Regions from separate parts of the Sus scrofa genome. Here region 1 is linked to region 2. Evidence: chromatin contacts called from public Hi-C data. All regions are on one chromosome and are shown on one strand. The core of a region is the stretch at or near the end of the contact, and the rest is flanking DNA. Distances in the headings are between cores, read along the strand shown. Region 1 holds the start of ZNF449 (zinc finger protein 449). Region 2 holds the start of LOC100736603 (protein FAM127).

Region 1 (6,516 bases), core at 722-3,221, 130 kb after region 2:
CCAGGGCCTCCCTGAGTGTCCCTTGGCTCCAGCTTAAAACTCAGTGACTTCATGCTGTTTCCTGAGGCAAAGGCTCCTCCTCCAGAGCCCCCCTTTTCCCAGCAGGTCTCCTGACCCCCTTCCCTCCTTGCCAGACAGTGACCTTGGGGGTGGGGGGGGCTGAGGGCAGGGGCTGCCAAGCTTCAGGGCCAAGCAGTGTTTCTAAGTTCACCAGGAACTGAGACCCAGCTCTGCAGGGGGCACCAGACCGCTGACCCTAATTAACAGCGAACAGTTTTGTTAGTTTGTCAGAGAGGAGGTCGTGCTCTGCCGCCCAGGCCGGAAGGCAGTGGCCCTTCACAGGGGCGGGATGGCCGCGGATTAGCAGGGCTAATGACCTGGGCGGGCTCATCCTTGCAGGGCAACCTGGGGTCCCCGGCCTCTGGGAAGTACCCTGTCGATGCTGAACTCAGGGCCTGATCCGCAGAGCACACCACAGCCCAGACGTCCTGGGCTCAAGCGCTCCTCCGACCTCAGTGGAGGAGGAGCTGGGACCACCAGCCTGTGCCCCAGGGCGGCCAGCTCAGAGTTGTAGGCACTACACGCCAGCAGTGTGATCAAAAGGTACATGCTGGGAGTTCCTTGGTGGCCTAGTGGGTAAGGTTCTGGCATCACTGCTGCGGTGCAGGTTTGATCCCTGACCCGGGAACTTCTGCGTGCCTTGAACGTGGCCAAAAATAAAATACAATAAAATATAATACAATGCTTAGTGCCCATGTCTTTTTAAAAAAATGTACACGCTGCCCTCCTTTTAATCCTCAAAACAATCCCAGAAGCCATTTTACCAAAGGGGAAGTTGAAGCCCAAAGGGGAAAGTGACCTGCCCCAGGTCACGGGGTAGTGGACAGAGCCAGGATTCCAGCCCCTTTGATCCGAGCTGACACTGACTCTTGCAGCAGTGGCGCTGCCTCCCTGTGGAAACCCGCAGTCTTCACCTTCTGTGTGCGCCTGGGGGGAAATCGGGAGGATGAAGATTCCAGACTAAATTACAAAGTCACTTGCCCATGTAGGTCTACTCGGATCCCCGCCCCCCAGTCTCCCTCAGTCTGGCAAGTTCTCTCTGCGTGTACTTGAAAAGACTCCCAGCCTCTTGGTGAGATGTGTGTGTACAGCTTCTGCACCCTGCCGTGGATCTCCTGGGACAGAATGGTCAGGAGGCACCCCGACACCCGCAGCCCCAGGATCTGCTCCATGGTGCGCATCTCACAAGCCAAAGCCACCCACCCACCCACAGCAAAGCTCCAGAAGCTGCCTGCCTTGGTTTCTCAGAGACCAGCGGCAGAAGCCACAGAAGTGCAGATGAGAGGCCCCCACGCTGGGCCTTGCTTGGAGCTGCTGGCTCCAGGCGCAGAAGCCACTCTGGTTTCAAAATGAGGACTACATTTTGCTCCTGGAAGCCAGGGTCAAATGCCGACCACCTTGGCCCAGAAACCAGCCATGACAGCTGTGAAAGGCGCCTGGCGCCCCATGAGACAATACACAGAATCCGCAGGAGTCAGGGTGCCCGTGGGTCCATGTCGCAGTCCATGAGCCCAGCTCCAGCCCAAGCGGAGCTATTTCAAGGACTTTGGCCTCTGTGGATTCAGGACTATGGGGCCCCTGCCCCTGATCTCGCTTCCACTAGGGCCTCTGGGAGGCACAATCGCCTGCAGCTCTTCCCGCTCTTTCTTGGACCAACACTAAAGTTTGGCGTCCAAAGACTAAAACAGAAAAACAAAACTATCTCAGGACCAATGTGAGGACTACATCTCCCGAATGACACCATCGCCTCTCTCCTGGTCACAATTCACGGCTGAGTTGGAAAGGGACCACGCAGAAGCGAAATTTGCGGGGACGAGACCAGAGGGGAATCCACTATAAGAGGCGGGGCCATTTGGGCACCGTCAAAGCCGCGAGCGCCCTCTGGTGGCGGCCGAAAGGAGCGAGGAATGCACGAGATCGCTTCATTGAAGGTAGGCTCTTTAAGAAAACACGAGGTACTCAAAAAAGCATGAGCTATTCAAGGCCACTGTGACCCGCGAGCTGAAGGTGAGCGTCAATATTCCAAGAAGGCTTATTAAGTGCGAATCCTGGAGCTCATGCGAGAGTCAATGCGTACGGATGTCCAGAAATCTGAATTTTTAAAAGGTTTTCGCAAGAAATTCTTCTTACGGAGAGGAGTTTGACAATCACTGATGCAGTGGTAACAGATTTAAGGAGTTTCCCCGCTGCTCCAGTTACTCCAGGGATGATGGGAGAGAAGCCCTCGCTAGGATCGAGAACCGGGGCGCAACCCACCCAATCCCCTGGAATTTAAAGGCGCTTAAGACCGGAAGTGGGATCGCTTCCAAAGAGGCCTCCGGCCTGGCAGAGGCCAAGGAAAATCCCAGCCCCTCCCGCGTCAGCGCCTTTGGGGCCGAGATCCCTGGGCGAGTGACGTGGAGCTTGCCGGGAGTTGTAGTCCTCAGCGCGGCCGCGCGCCTGCGCCCTGGGCAGCTGCCCCCGGTGAGCCTGGGAGAGCCGTGGGCGCTGAGGCGGTGAGTCCCGGAGCGGCCAGAGGGCGTGGCCGTCCCTGGGGCGCGGGCGCGGGGAGCGGGGCTCCCATCCCGCTCCGGCTGCGCGAACCCGCCGCCTGCAGCCCCGATCCGGCCGAGGGCGCGGGGAGGAGCGCCGGGCGGCGGGCCCCTGGCCAGCCCGGGTCCCCGCCGCCGCTCCCGGCCACCCGGCCGGGCCTTCCCGGGCTGCTCCGGGGCCGGGAGCGCCCCCCTGGGCGGCGGGACCTCCTCCCCGGGGAGCGCGCTGGGGCCGCGCCGCGGGCATCGGGTTTCCCACCGGCTTGTGGACTTGCCCCCCGTGCCTTTCCCCTCGCCCTCTCCGGACACAGCTCTTCCTGCACGGGCCCTGTGGGCCCGGGGTCATTTCGGGAGGGTTTGCGGAGAAGCCAGGAGCCCCTGGGTGGAGGGAAGCTTTCCTCCGGAAGGGCCGCGGGGCGTGGAGGGGGGCAACCCGGAGGGTCAGTTCCCTGGCCGACGCGGTGGCAGGCTGGGGACCGTCCAGGGAGGGCTGCCCCGCGGGGAGGCTGGAGCGCAGGAAAGGCGGGTCCAGAGCCCCGAGCGGCGTGGTCCCTGCACGCCCCCCAGCGACGGTTAGGTGCCTGTGGGGGGCTGGTGGGGCGGGGCGGGGCGGGGTGGATCGAAGCTCCCTAGGGAACGACCTTTCCTGAGCACCTCCTCGGTGCCAGGCACCCTGCTGTTCCTGTCCAGGCAGTGGGATTCGCCCGCAGGTCCTTCTGTGAAGGAGATGCTGGGATTGTTGGCAGGTTACAGACAGAAGCCCTGGGTGCCAGGGGCCCAGAGCTAGCAGGTGATCGCTAGGTGGTCTGCCGCCAAAGCCCAGGCTACCCTCCGGATAAAGGGTGCCATGGGGACAGTGTCCACTGGGGCGAGGCGGGTGGGATGCTGGGTATGTTTCCGTTGTCCCACTACAAGGAAGAGGACGGGTACAGGGCATCTGGGCCCCTGCGGACAGAGAGGAGCCCTGGCACTGGGCGGGGCCCAGCGTTGAGACCTGCGGGGACAGGCATGGGATGGCCTGTGTGACCTCGGAGATGGCGCTAAGGGCATGTGGGTGTTTTGAGACCTGAGCTGTGCAGGAGTCTCTCGATTCTAACTTCCCGACCACCTCCCTCTGGCGTTTGCTCTGTGGCTTGGGACAAGTGATTCAAGTCCTCCTAAGCCCCAGCTCGGTGCCCTCCTCTGTGTTCCGGGCGCAGTCTGAGAGCCCACCTCCTGACGATGGATGAGGGCGAAAGGAACTCCCGTGCGGGAGGCTCAGACAGTACCTGGCACAAAGCGTGACGCGTGTGATAAATGTCCATGGGTGTTAGGGCAGACCCAACGCCCGCTGACCTGCCCTGTTGCCGTGTCGTTTTCTCGTGAGCAAGTCACTTAGAATGCTGTTGCGGGGCGAGGGGCCCGGTGGTGTTGGCTGAGCTGGCGGTGACCTCCAGGGGAGCGGACTGAGAGGGGTTGGTGGTTTGCTGTCTTTGCAAGGCGTGGGTGGCTCCGGCTAGGATGCCCTTGGCTGAAGGTGGAGGGGGCTGGGGCGACTCAAAGGTAGATGGACTTTCAGGGTTCTTTGCCATCGTGAGTATTGCGCCCCCATTTCTTTTGTGGCCTAGCTCTATGCAGAAACACAGGACCGTTGGAATTAGGCTGAGAGTGGGTTTCAAAGCCAGCACATCTGCAGGGGCTTATCTAAGGCAAGGGGGTTTAGCCTTGGTCGGGGGGGGGGGGGGGGCGAAATTCTGGAACAGAGCTGTCCAGTAGAAGCCTCTGTTCTGATGGCCGCTGAGTACTTGAAATGTGGCCGGGCGCTGAGGTTTTAGTTTTAATAAATTTTGACTTGTGTCCTCGAGAGCCTAGCGGCTCCCATGGTGGACAGCACAGTTCTGGAGGGTCCACGGATGGGCTTGGACGTTTTGTAAACGTTTGGGAAGTTGGGTGCAGAAGTGGATGTCTACCGTATTCTCCTGAAGTGAAGCCATGGCTTCCACCAGATTCTGAAAGCCGCCAAAAAGATTATAAACTGCTGTTTTGGGGCTTTGGAGAAAAGTGAGCGAGTTGAGGGAGGGGAGTGTGCCCTCAGGTAACCACTGCTGTTTCCCCTCTTGTCCTGTCCTCAGCTGCAGGTGGCTCCGCCCAGACGATAACACAAAGAAAGAACTTGCAATCTGCCTTTTCAGGACCCCGTGACATTGTCCACTGCTGGAAGGGGGCGATGGCTGTGGCCCTGGGTTGTGCAATCCAGGCCTCCTTGAATCAGGGCTCAGTGTTTCAAGAGTACGATACTGACTGTGAGGTCTTCCGCCAGCGCTTCCGGCAGTTCCAGTACAAAGAAGCAGCTGGACCTCATGAAGCTTTCAACAAACTCTGGGAGCTTTGCTGTCAATGGCTGAAGCCAAAGATGCGTTCTAAGGAACAGATCTTGGAGCTGCTGGTGTTGGAGCAATTCCTAACGATTCTGCCCACTGAGATAGAGACCTGGGTGAGGGAACATTGCCCAGAGAACAGAGAAAGAGTTGTGTCACTGATAGAAGACCTACAGAGGGAACTGGAAATACCAGAGCAGCAGGTGAGAAAAGAGTTTGGGATTTTGGTCATGAGACCGAGAGACGTAGCGCAGGTGGCTGGGACCAGGTCACACCTTCTGTCCGGTGCCCCAGGATTTGCCTGCAGTGCTTTTCCTTTTTTCCTTCTGCTGGAGTCAGCTAAAGTTTCAGTGATGCTTAACTGTTAAACTCCATGTCTATAACAAATATTTAGGAATGTCCCCTTTCCTATCCCAAGATGAAATTTATAGATAACTCTTTCACTTATATAACTGTTGAGAAAACATCAATATCATATGTGCTCTGTGATCCAAATAGGCGCAAAGCCTCTTCTTACACAACCCCTGAGCTAATGGTTATTAGCTTTTTTTTTTTTTTTTGCTTTTTAGAGCTGCACCCATGGCATATGGAGGTTCCCAGGCTAGGGGTCCAATCGGAGCTACAGCTGCCGGCCTACACCACAGCCACAGAAACCCAGCATCTGAGCCGTGTCTGCGACCTACACCACAGCTCACAGCAACACCTGATCCAAGCCGCATCTGAAACCTACACCACAGCTCGTGGCAACGCCAGATCCCTAACTCACTGAACTCACTGAGCGAGGCCAGGGATCGAACCCGCAACCTCATGGTTCCTAGTCGGATTTGATTCCGCTGAGCCACAATGGGAACTTTGGTTATTACCTTTTTGAAGGATGGTTAAAACAAGAAAAAGAGGCCACAGACCTGTCCAATCTGCAAAGCCTAAAACATGTGCTGTCTCTTTACAAGAAAATGTTGCCAACTCTGAGTCCAGTCAACTCTAGAAGGAATATAAAGAAAAAGGAACATGGATTCTTAGGAAATGATGAGCATTTCAGTACACACATTTTGGGCTTGACGGCACCAAAACTTCAGGAAGTTGTCATTTGCTAGAATCTATGCGTAGATCCACTGGGAAGGTGACAGCCAGAACTTCTCTCTGATATGATACAGTGCAAACACCATGTGCAGTGTCGCTGCTGGTCACATGATTTCTCAACGTGGCCAACCACCCTTGGTCAAGCTGAATAATAAGTAGTATAGTCTTTGATTTCCAAAGCAGTGTTTCCCTAGGAAATTCAAGTCATGCAAAAATATGCAAAAATATTTTGTGTTTATATGACCAACAGGGTGAGGTTCTTGACCGGTTCTTTTTACCTACCTGAACATTTGAGGGAATGCGCCTAAGTTGTTTGGCAGGGGAGGCGGAGCAGTTCTGCCCCGTGAATTGCATGGACTCCCATCGCTGGCTCACCAAATTCCCATAGCCGCCACCTGCCGTCATAGCCGACATGCCCCGTGGGCACTGGTTTCTGTTCACAACCTTTGGGAGGAGGCATGAAGCGCTTCTGGTTGAGCATTAGGGGG
Region 2 (6,292 bases), core at 2,283-4,782:
GAACTCCTACAACATGCCTTCTTGATTTATCAAATTCCAATCTCATGCAGTACTTTCAATATTTCCCTAGGTAAAGCAAAAAATTAGAAAACATTACCTCCATGTAGTCCCCTACTGATTCTATGCATTATTTAATGTATTTTAAGTCTCTCTACATTTTAATCCCATAAGGCAGTATTTGTTCAGATCTGCCCATTTATTTTCCCATTTCATTACCTTTTGCTCATTTAAAAATTTTTATTCTGCCTGAGGAATATATTAGCATTTCCTTTAAGTACTATTCTGCTAGTGACAAATTCTCTCAGGTTTCTCTTTTTTTGCATAAATCTATCTTCATTCTTAAAGTATATTCCATCAAGCTAATAATTGCTACTGTGAAGGTAACTTGCTTTTATCCCCTGAAATCTTTAAAATTTTTCTATTTGTCATTGGTGTTCGATGGTTTTCCTGACCTGTGCTTAGGTGTGTATCTTTCATTTTTCCCTGCTAGGTGTTTTCAGCTAATGTCTGTTCAAATACTGCTGCGGCTTCATTTTCTCTCTTTTCTTTTTCTGAAACTAAATGTCATCTAGTCACGTTCATACTATCCTGCATGTCTTATCTGTATTTTTCATCTGTTTATATTTCTGTGCTTCATTTTGATATTTTCTTTTGTTTGTTTGTCTCTTTAGGGCCATACCCATGGTATATGGAGATTCCCAGGCTAGGGGTCCAATCAGATCTGTAGCCGCCAGTCTACACTATAGCCACAGCAACACCAGGATCCGATACACGTCTGCGACCTACACCACAACTCATGGCAATGCCGGATCCTTAACCCACTGAGCAAGGCCAGGGATCAAACCCACATCCTCATGGATGCTAGTCAGGTTCGTTAACCACTAAGCCACAACGGGAACAACTGATATTTTCTTAAGACATATCTTTCAGTCTACTATTTAACTGTTAGGCTGTATCTGACCTTTGCTTCAACACATCTGTTGAAGGAGGCAGGACTCCTTTGTCATGGTCTGCCAGCCTGTAAGGCCAAGGGTGGCTGAGGCTTGCTGCATGGAGCCTGGGGGAGAGGAAAGGATGCTTATCCTGGATATCTGGAGTCTGCACTCAAGGCTCTGGGAAAGAGGATGGTGATAAGGCCACAAGGTAGGAGGCTGGGATCTGATGAGGGCAAGTCCCAAGCAGGCAGTTTATAGTGAAGGAAACACATCTCTGTACAAACATGTGGATATAGCAGATCTGGTGGAAAAGTCCCAACCTAAAGCATTGTTACTAGAGAGTAACAATGGCAGAGTCCCATTCTCAGAAGAGTGTTTATTTCAAAGCCCTATCCCCAGGGCATTTACTGAAGAAAAATCATAGGGAATTGCTTAACATCACGGCTACTTGAGGTTGCCAGCATCTGGTACTTGAGTCAGGAGAAAAAGATAATAAAAGTAAACCAATAAATAATAAAATATTGTGAATATCTATTGAAGCAAGTCATCTCTCACTACCCTTATGTTTCAAATTTCTTCATACTATTTTTGCTGTTTATTTTACCATATGAATCTTAAAATTGCTGGCCTAATCAAAAGAAAATCCTCTTGGAGTTCCCTGGGGGCTCAGCAGGTTAAGGATCCAATGTTGTCACTGCTGTGGAGCAGGTTTTATTCTGGCCCGGGAACCTCCACATGCCACAGAGGTGGCCAAACAGAAATAATAATGCTCTTGGTGGTTTGGTAGGAGGAAAAAAATAGTGCATATAATTTGATTGAACACAATGTTGCCTCATGACAAGATCCCCATCGCTGGTCCTGTACTGGAAGTAAAATTTAACTTAGGGAAATGTAACTATTTTATGATATTGAGTAAACTTATCCCAGATCTGGGGATATCATTTCATTTGAGTATTCTTCTGTCTCTCTCTTTAGCAATTAAAACATTTCTCTTTCTATAATGATTTTGATTTTTTCCATTATAGCTGGTTTAGAGTGTTCGGTCAGTTTTCTACTGTACAGCAAGGTGACACAGTCACACATACATATATACATTCTTTTTTCTCACGTTATCATGCTCCATCATAAGTGACTAGATATAGTTCCCAGTGCTACACTGAAAACATTATGTGGTGTTTACCGTTTAAAAAATACATTCCTAGGCATCATTTCCTTTGAATTGTTTTTCCGGATAGGGTCTTCTACCATTATATAGATTTTTCTTTATGCAGCCACACCTGCAGCATGTGGAGGTTTCCTGGCCAGGGGTCAAATCAGAGCTGCAGCTGCCAGCCTATGCCACAGCCACAGCAACACTTGATCCATGCTGCATCTGCAAACTACACTCCACCTTGTGGCATGGCAAGAGAATTAACCCACTAAGTCAGAATGGGAACTCCTACCATTAATATTATTATTATTATTTGCTCTTTAGTGCTGCACTCCCTTCATATGGAGGTTCCCAGGCTAGGAGTCTAATCCGAGCTACAGCTGCCGGATTACACCACAGCCACAGCAACACAGGATCCGAGCCGCGTCTGCAACCTACACCACAGCTCACGGCAACACCAGATCCTCAACCCACTGAGCAAGGCCATGACATTGAACCCGAAACCTCATGGTGCCTAGTTGGATTCGTTTCTGCTGTGCCACGACGGGAATTCCACCTTTATGTATCTTAACTGGTTATTTGCTGCATATATAAAAGCTGGTGATAAATTTATATTAATTTTATACTGTCACAATTAAAATCAGATGTAACAGGCAATGGCTAATTTTTCCTTCTCCTTTCCAATTTGTTAAAACTTAATTATTTCTTACCTTCATTCTTACATATGAACATGCATAAAGACACATTTGGAAAGCACCCATCTACTCTTTTAGTCTTTTAGTTTCTATATTGATCATTCTCTAGTCTTTCAATATAGCAAATTAAGAGATTTCCCAACATTAAAACTTCCTTACATTCCCTGGTCTTGGTGCATCATTCTCTGAATATGCTGCTCTAAATTATGTTAGCTAATATTTGGGGCTTTTACATTAATGTGGCAGGCAACCACATCTGCAGCCTGGGTGCCAATAATCTCTGGCTGAGAGATGCATGAATAAGCAGGAAAATGTGTTCACAGAACCTCACCTAAGGGACGTCCAGAGATGGAGGGTCCTCCAGGGAACTCTGAAGGGTAAGTGAGTGGCCCACAGGGAGGATGGGCGCCAGGCCTACTCCACACTCCAGAGTACTTAGTCATCCCCTCCCCAAATGCAGCGGGATCCACACTCTACACTTGGCGATTAAGGCTCCTCCGAGGTCCCCCTCCCCTCGCCAGTGTCCCGCCGCAGGAAATCTTGGCCCCGCCCCTCATATTCTGAACCCGCCTCCTCGGGCGAGCGCTAACTCCGCCCCCACGCGCCTCTCCACACCCCTCCCCGCCCGCCCTACGCGGGCTCCATCTTGTGCCTGCGCACTACGTGACGCCAGGCACTGTGGGCGGGGCCCGCCGGCGCCGAGCACCGCCCACGGCCCCGCCCGCTCCGGCGGGCCCGCCCCGCCTCCCCGCACACGCACTTCCCGCCCCGCCTCCTCGCCCACCTCGCCGAGAGGCCCCTGCAGCCCAGCCAGGCGAGCGAGGCGCGATGGACGGCCGGGTGCAGCTGATCAAGGCCCTCCTGGCCTTACCCATCCGGCCCCAGACGCGTCGGTGGAGGAACCCGATCCCCTTCCCCGAGACGTTTGACGGCGACACCGACCGGCTCCCGGAGTTTATCGTGCAGACGGGCGCCTACATGCTCGTGGACGAGACCCTGTTCTCCAACGACAGCCTGAAGGTGACGTTCCTCATCACCCGCCTCACCGGGCCGGCCCTGCAGTGGGTGATCCCCTACATCAGGAAGCAGAGCCCCCTCCTCAACGATTACCGGGGCTTCCTGGCCGAGATGAAGCGGGTCTTTGGATGGGTGGAGGACGAGGACTTCTAGGCCGGGAGCCCCTCGGGCCCGGGGGCGGGTGCCCGCGGGAGGGTCCGCTCTGCCCGTCGCCCAGCCGCGCAGACCGCCGCGGGCGCCCTCCCGCCGCGCCTCCCCCGTCCCTCACCTTCGGGTGGCCGCGCTCTCCCCGCGCGCTCGTGTCCCCTCCCGCGTCGTGCTTGCCTTTGTTCCAGGAATAGCGCTCCAGGTTCCCGCCGCCTCCGCCGCCTCCAGGCCTGGTGCGGACCGGCCGCCGCCCTCTCGGGCCGGCCCGGCCCCTCCCGTGCACCCTTGGACCCGGTCCTGCGCTCCAGCTGCAAGCCGGGCTCCTGTTACACGCGGGACGGACCACCTGCAGCCCGGCGCCCGCCGACCGCCGGCGCCTGGCCGGACTCCCAGGCCGGCATCCGGGTGCCCAGAGACCTGCGCTGCCGCTGCCGTGCCCCCACCGTCCACCGCATCGCTCCCGCCGACGCCCTGCAGCCTTCGGGGATCTGGACTCACCACCACCCCCCGGGGGGGTGGGGTGCCTGAGCCGCTCACTGCCCCCCGAGACGATGATTGCAACAGCTCTCCACCGCCGCGGAGGGGCCGGCCAGCCTTTCACCGTCAGCGGGGCCCACTCCCTCCCTACTCCCAGAGACATCTCCTGCTCCCGCTCCCGCTCCCGCTCTTGCTCCTGCTCCTGGCAGCCACGTCGAGTCACTCATTGTCTCCTGTGGACCTGTTAGTTTCGCCCAGAATCCAGTTCTCTTCTGAATTTGGAATATTTTCTTAGTTATGTGTTTGTTGTTCAACAATATAACTCTGATATCCACCCAGCTCCTCAACACTACTTGGAAAAAAGTCTTTTCTTATTTTCAATAAATGTCAGACACTATTTAAAAAGAAAATTGAGTCTCAATGAATATGGTGCTTCTCCTTCCCCATTCATGTAAAAGCAGTCCGGAAGTCATGGATGTCCCTCGCCCTTCCCTGGGTGATGTTAGAGGCACTCTCCGCTCTGTTGACTCTTGCCGATAAAATATCGAAGTCAGAATCCTGAGGTGTTCCTGGCATGGAGACCCCGCTGGCAACCCATTCAATCCCAGATGATAGGTCCTCTAAACCAGTTAGGTTTATCCCAAGCATCTTAAGAAATGGCTCTTTACTTTGGCCAAGGTGATGTTGAGAAGTTCATCCAGGAGGCTTCTCTGAAAAGCTTTCCTCATTTCCAAAAATCCATTTGAAAGCACCCAAATTGTCCCAAACTGTTAATCCAACACAGATGGTGAATAATGTCAAAGTTTTATTTATCCCATTATTCAGGGAGCCAGCGGAATGATACAGGTGCTTTTGAAAAATATTTATAGTACCTTCACTGTGTAGGTAGTGGGGGTGGGGAAAAACACAGAAATGATATTGTTGATACATAAACCTGGTTGATGACCTGTAGGAAAATAAAAGTATAAATTTCCCTAATACGCAAAAAAGGTCATCTCTCTTATCTGCAGTTTAACCTCTTACATTTATAGCACTGTAAAAAGCCTGTGTTCCTTTACCAATTGTTATTTAATGAATTCACATATACCCTGCATCAGATGATTCCCAGGTGGGCTTATGGACAATCCTCTGGTGTGATTTTCAAAGGCTATACAAGCTCATGTATTGTCTCATTTCTAAATTTTGGTGATTTTCCAGAACACAAGAAAGAGGAATAAATAACACCAGTGTTTTTTTCACTTTTTCCCCTCTATCTTTGTTTGAACCAGTATGTTTGGGCCTTTCATATGTTGTAGTTCACAAGGCTGCATTGAGATGGAGATACATTACTTGCATTATGTGTCTTTTTTTGTTCCTCCCAATACTGAAACCACCCTTGACTTGCAATATAGCATGTGATAGGTCAAAGTCTTAGAGTCAGGAAAAATTTGAAGTGCTTAATGAAATGGAGTTTTATGATTCACAGGTTCTTAAAATAACTGAAAGCGGGCTCATGATGAGGTTCCGATTCAAGGTGCTGGCAGGAAGGCTTCCTGGACGGGTTGAAGGCTGATCGTGCTAAGCACATGCCCTGTTTGGTTTAAACACAGATTCTGCTCAAGCGGTTTGGGAGCTGCTGGGAAGCAGTTTACTTTCTGCAGTGGATCCAGCGCATTCCCTATGGCCTGCGTCCTCCTGGCTCTCGAGGTAGGCAGGATGGGCTGGGGCGGGCGACTGGGCGTCCTTTGAACAGTGCTGGTCGCCCCCACCTCCCTCAACCAAAATGCCCCTGCATTTTACTCCCTCCTGCCGGAATGGCTCTGTTGGGGATTGTTCTTTGGTCTACATTTGTTGTGTCATGCCAAGTCCTTTTTCGGGATACAAATGTCTAG

What was found. A called contact is a pair of places that touch in the nucleus more often than the background predicts.
Region 1: a Hi-C map of skeletal muscle shows a contact between it and region 2, with 2.4 times the contacts expected there. The contact joins the promoter of ZNF449 here to the promoter of LOC100736603 in region 2. A contact is called at or near these places in 2 of 47 Hi-C or Micro-C datasets (liver and skeletal muscle).

Annotation. Positions count from the first base shown.
Region 1 is chrX:110,926,197-110,932,712 of Sscrofa11.1, forward strand. It overlaps ZNF449 (zinc finger protein 449), which reads left to right and starts at 1,972. Exons shown (of 5, transcript XM_021080814.1): 1 at 1,972-2,067; 2 at 4,703-5,151. The coding sequence starts at 4,798.
Region 2 is chrX:110,789,666-110,795,957 of Sscrofa11.1, forward strand. It overlaps LOC100736603 (protein FAM127), which reads left to right and starts at 3,533. Exons shown (of 1, transcript XM_021079959.1): 1 at 3,533-4,831. The coding sequence starts at 3,609. The coding sequence ends at 3,950.